Linked DNA regions of Mus musculus: region 1 is linked to region 2. Evidence: chromatin contacts called from public Hi-C data. All regions are on one chromosome and are shown on one strand. The core of a region is the stretch at or near the end of the contact, and the rest is flanking DNA. Distances in the headings are between cores, read along the strand shown. Region 1 overlaps Vat1l (vesicle amine transport protein 1 like). Region 2 holds the start of Vat1l (vesicle amine transport protein 1 like).

Region 1 (2,700 bases), core at 24-2,523, 100 kb before region 2:
GGTAAGTCACTCCTGCTGTCCCTCTCTCTTAGTCACAGCATTAAGATTTCATCTCCACATCCTCGTCCTCACCCTGTTCTCTGTGGAGTAAACTCATACGTATGTGAAGTTGCTAGGGAAACTGTCAAAATGAGATAGTTAAAAGAGAAATAGGAAAATATCCACTCTGGCTTTTAATCTTTTTTTTTTAACACTTTGTTTTGTGTGCCTGTGTGTGTGTGTATGCATGTATATGCATATGCATGTGTATGTCTGTATTTGTGTGTGTGCACATGCTCATGGCCAGTGCACATGGAAGCCAGAGACAGCCAATGGGAGTCAGCACTCTCCTTCCTAGGGATTGAACTGGGTTCATCATGTTTGACAACCAGCTGGTGCCTTTTCTTGCCCAGTGATCTCACCTGCCCCATACTCTGGTTTTTACCCTCCAGCATCCAATCACCAACTTGTATATTGATATGCAAAGGCTTTAGGCCTGGCAGGGAGAGCAGGGATTATTCTCATTTCTTAGACACAGAAACCCAGGTTTAGGAATATAAAGTCCTCTGTAATTAGAGAAGCTAGGGATTGGTGAGCCAAGGTCTTGAAAGTCTTCGCACGCCTTTAATCCCAGCATTTGGGAGGCAGAGGCAGGTGGATTTCTGAGTTCGAGGCCAGCCTGGTCTACAAAGTGAGTTCCAGGACAGCCAGGGCTACACAGAGAAACCCTGTCTCAGAAAAACAAAACAAAACAAAACAAAACAAAACAAAAAACAAACAAAAACAAAAAACAAACAAAAACAAAAAACAAAAAAACCAAAAACCAAACCAAACCAACCAACCAACCAAACAAAATAACAAAGGATTTGGGAGAACCAGAGAGAAGGGCTCAGAGCAAAGGCATGTTTACTCTTAGACTGGCTTTAGACAAAGGCACTCTTACTCTAAGAAGGGATATGGGTTCCTGTTAGGAGCTCAGCCTCAGGAGACAGTGAACCTGAAAGCCAAGTTTGACTTCACTACTTAGCTGTGTGACCACAACTAGGTCATATAACCGTTCTCTGAAACTCAGCTTTTTTTGCCTGTAAAATGGGATAAAGAATTGTTCTTTCCTTATGGGACCACCACACATCAGAAACGTTCATGTATTTAAGGTCTCAGCACCATGCTGGCTCAGGGCCAGCATCATATTTCAGCCATTCCTGTTACTTTGTCATCCATCCAAGACTTGGTAGACAGCTGCTCACTTACAGCTTATTACAATGACTAACGGGCACATGGCACTTTCCTGGCAGAGCCTCCCAGATAAGCTGACAACTTAGTAATCAGAGATGAGTTGGTTGAGGGAGGAGAAAGGGAAATAGTAGCATGTGTTTATCATGTGCGCTGCTAGGAGCTTCTGCCCCCCAAAGTGGATTCACAGATGTCTTTGGCAAGGACCAAGCAACAGAAGGCAGGAGCGCCAGTGAGCCTGTGGTCCCTGTGGTGGCATCTTGGAGGAAGCTGCCACAGGAGCGACAACTGTAGGATCAGAGAAAGACATGTTCCCATTCTTCCCTTCTGGAGAGCAGAGGCCCCAGGGACTTTATACACATCGCTTCTGGACATTACTACAGCATCTCTATTGAGGAGGCACTGCCACTATTTTCTTTCATTTTATGGTGGGCAGAGTGAAGCCTGGGTAAGAGGAAATAAGGTGATTGCCTAAAAGAACCCGAGGCTGAACCTGAAACAAGGAAGATGGAGACCTCTTCTAGAATCTTCCCTTTGAATTCGGACACCACCAAAGTGTGTCTCTTTGGCTCTTTATGGTCCACCATTTTGGATTCACAAGTTATGTGTTGACGTGTGTCCTTCCCGCCTTGCCTGCTAGGTTTTCAGCTACAGGCTCACTACGCCGTGCTCACCTTTAGAAACCTCTTTCTTAAAGTCACATTTGTTGAAAGAAAGTGGCAAGCTCCCTACTAAAATCCCGTTTGCAAATATCTAACGCCCACCTTCCCCAACAGACTCCCTTGGTGTCTGGATTCCAAGACATTGGCAGGTGGAATTTTCACTCCCCCAAGGAAATTTACAGACCTCAGGTTGTCAGAACCCGGGATAGCAGAAGGCTACCTGAATAATGGGCTCACCTCACCTAGGTCTTTACCCTGATGCTCGGTAATCAGAGGCAGCCTGACTGCAGACCCATCATCATGATATGTACCACATCAACCCCGTGACACAAAACCTTCCTGTGCCCTCTGAGACCTAAGAAGAAACCCTCAATCTGTCCTGTGGGTTTGAACTCTCCTTAGAGTCTCACTAAGTACTCTGTCTGTCTGTCTGTCTGTCTGTCTGTCTGTCACTGTCTCTGTCCATAGCATTAACACATTTCTTATTTAATGGGACAACCTTAAGGTGAACCTTTAATTCTGGACTCTTTCACTCCTTATGTCTGTATGTTGAAATCCTAACGCTTATGCTGTGACCATCTTTTCAGATGCAGTTCGTTAGATGACAGACCAGGAGGGCAGAAGCTGGTACTCTCTGTGACCTTATCAAACAGGGAACTTGGGAGGTGGATGCGTGCAGGGACACCATCTTGTGAAGGGGACATGGAGACAGTGGTGCTATGTCTACAAGCCAAGGGACATTGGAGGCTGTTAGCAACAAGAAGAAACTTAAGCACAGACAGATCCTTGTCCGCAGTGTCTCCTCAGAAGGCATTAGCCCCCCGAT
Region 2 (2,700 bases), core at 2-2,501:
GAAATCTCTGCTGTTCTAGGCACTGGCAAGTTTCCCCAGGAGAATAGCGGACCTCTTAGAGTGTGGGCTCCTTCTGCGGCCACCACAGGAGTTCGTTCCTAAGGAATAGGATGGGGCTTTCCCAGCCAGGAGGAAAGCAGAAGATGCAGTGGGGGAGAGAAGGCTGCATCCCTGGTCTCACCTTTCACCCAGCTTAGAGGCCGAGGATTTAACCCTCTTGATTCTCAGTTCCTTCTCTCACAGTAAGTACTGGGAAGGAGATACACAAGGGCATGCACCCTGCCTTCAGCCCCATTTGGACGCAGAGAGGTGAAAAGGGAGATCAAGTGTCAAGTGGCAGCCACACCACTTACTGGCAGCTCAGCGATCTTGGCAGATCATTTATTTTCCCCCATCCACTGTTTTTCTCACCTCTAAAGCTGGGCACCTGACTTACTGGGTCTCAGGAAGTATTAAACGGGATCGTATATGTAAAACTCCAGAAAGAAAGAAAGAAAGAAAGAAAGAAAGAAAGAAAGAAAGAAAGAAAGAAAGAAAGAAAACAAACTAGCACCAGGAACTACGTGTATATACACGGCGATTGTTATTTTTTTTAACCATGCTAACGATCAAGTCCCACCCTTACGTCCCTCCCAGTGTTAGGAGCTGAGTTGTCCTACAAGAGGGGCACAAGGCAATTTTCCAGACCTCAAGTCCTAGGCACCACTATCCTTCCTGTCACCCTACATCTGGTGTGGGGAGAAGGACCACCTCTGAGCATCCTCCCCAGGCTCCAGTGGCTTGGGCTACCCGGGAGGTTCTGAGAGCCAAGTGTGAATGCAGAGAGGGTGCTCGCTGACTGTGGGTGCTGGGTACCTGGGGCAGCATCCCCAATCTAGGCTCTCCCACCCACTGCCGGTGCGCCCAGCGCGGAAAGAGAGAAAAACCAAAAAGTCGTGGATACTGGACCAGGCTTTGACGCGGATCTTGAGCTCGCCGTCCTGTGGCTCCGGCATGGCCTTTCTAGAGAGCCTCAGCTTGTTGAGTCCGCCGAAGCCGGCCAGCACCACAGCGCGCATCTCCTGGGCATCCCCGAGGCGGTGGGAGCCGTCGCCGCCCTCAGCAGGTTCCTTGCTGGTCTCCTTCTCAATCATTTGTTCGGTCTCCTCCGCTTTCTCTACGCCTTCCTTAGCCATGGCGCTCGAGGGGCCGCGGGGCGCACAGGCTGCGGTTGTGAAGGGGTCGGGTCTGCTCTCCCGCGGGTTCCTCCTGTTGAATGTGGGATGCTCTTCAGTGCAATGGCTGCAACCTCTGTGAGCGGAGCCGCGGTCCACCGCCTCCGCCGTAATCCTTAGAGGAGCCGCGCCCTAGCGCCCCACCCCCTCCCTCACATTTCCTCCTACTTACTCCAAAACAAATCTCAAGTCCACCTTTTGTGCTAGTACTAAGTCAGGCTATTTGTCTCAACACTAAAAACAGATTTCCCCAAGACTCTTGAATACAAACACAGAAGAAGAGGCCGGATGGCTACTCCAACCCCTACAATGGGCAAATACTTGGGTATATACGGCACAGACTCTGGCGCCTTGAAATGGACAGAGACGAATGTCTGGGCCTGGAGGATGCTGCGAGAGACAAGGTTGCCTCTTCTCCCGCGGGTAGGCAGGGATGGGAGGGATAGCTGGGAAATTGGGCTGTTTCCCATCTGCTGGTTCTGAGTGGAGCGGCAGGGAGGTGCGGGAAGTTAAAGATACATCCCAAGTAAGGCTCCAAAGAGCCAGGTCCAGTCTTTTCCATCTGGACGCCACCCCCCACCCCCACCCCTGTCACTAGGGATGCTGTTTCTGGACTTCTGTGGCTTCCTTATGACAGTTAGTTCTCAGTACCCATGCTTTTTTTTCTAGGAAAGAGGCTCCCAGAACAAGCCTGTTTCCTGCTAGGACCTCCAGAGGACCAAATTCTCTCTCTCTCTCCTCTCTCTCTCTCTCTCTCCCTCTTTCTCTCTCTCCCTTTCTCCCCCCTCCCTCCTCCCTCCCCCCTCCCCTCCCCACACCTGCCTTTTGTTTTGCAAGGTTACAGAAAAACAACAACAACAACAACAACAACAACAAAAAAAACGAGTACTTTCCCCAGCAGTGTTTGGTGACACATCTGTAGTATGGAAGCTGAGGTAGGGCGACCCTGTCTTAAAAAACCTAAACAAGAATTTAAAATTGCTGGGCGCGTGCGTGCGTGTGTATGTGTGTGTATGTGTGTGTGTACGCGCGTGCGCGCAACGCCTTTAATTTCAGAATTCCAGCAACCAGGAGGCAGATGAATTTCTCATGAATCTGAGGATAGACTGGTCTACATAGTGAGTTCCAGGGTGGCCAGCTCTACATAGTGAGACCCTTTCTCCAAAAATAAAATAAAAAAATAACAAAACTACAGATGCAATCCAATCATATCCATCACATAATAAATTCTGATTCTTAAAAAAAGGTCATTTGTGCTATCTTAAAAGGCGAGATAGGAGTTGCCTTGTGCGGTGTAAGAGATCCAATTTCTCAGCTCAGGTGCCTGTGTCAGTTTAGGCAGCTCCCATCCTTGAGCTCTCAGAGATGGTGAAGATCTCGGTCCCAGTGAGAGAGGCTATCAGGACACAGTGATCTCAGGAGTATGGCAAATTGAGCCCAGGACAATCAGTCTCTCCTCCTCCTATTACTCCTGTGCCTCTGTTTT

Evidence for each region. A called contact is a pair of places that touch in the nucleus more often than the background predicts.
Region 1: a contact with region 2 is called in a Hi-C map of the N1E-115 cell line, with 1.7 times the contacts expected there. The contact joins the enhancer-like site here to the promoter of Vat1l in region 2. A contact is called at or near these places in 5 of 39 promoter capture datasets (3T3-L1-derived adipocytes, embryonic stem cells, liver and 1 more), 4 of 484 Hi-C or Micro-C datasets (the N1E-115 cell line, cerebellar granule neurons, cortical neurons and 1 more), 1 of 115 datasets of contacts at active chromatin or transcription factors (forebrain) and 2 of 9 other capture datasets (adipose tissue and embryonic tail).

The regions. Positions count from the first base shown.
Region 1 is chr8:114,305,109-114,307,808 of GRCm38.p6, reverse strand. All of the region lies in intron 7 of Vat1l (vesicle amine transport protein 1 like), which reads right to left. Among named protein-coding and RNA genes, the nearest start is that of 4933408N05Rik, 45 kb to the left of the region's middle. Within about 2 kb of position 1,273, at least 12 of the 459 cell types and tissues checked have an H3K27ac peak or open chromatin away from gene starts, as enhancers often do. A contact at or near this core is called in the N1E-115 cell line and cerebellar granule neurons, where this site is marked.
Region 2 is chr8:114,204,191-114,206,890 of GRCm38.p6, reverse strand. It overlaps Vat1l (vesicle amine transport protein 1 like), which reads right to left and starts at 1,251. Exons shown (of 9, transcript NM_173016.3): 1 at 949-1,251. The coding sequence starts at 1,175. It overlaps Gm30272 (a long non-coding RNA gene), which reads left to right and starts at 1,257. Exons shown (of 3, transcript XR_388052.4): 1 at 1,257-1,637; 2 at 2,052-2,149.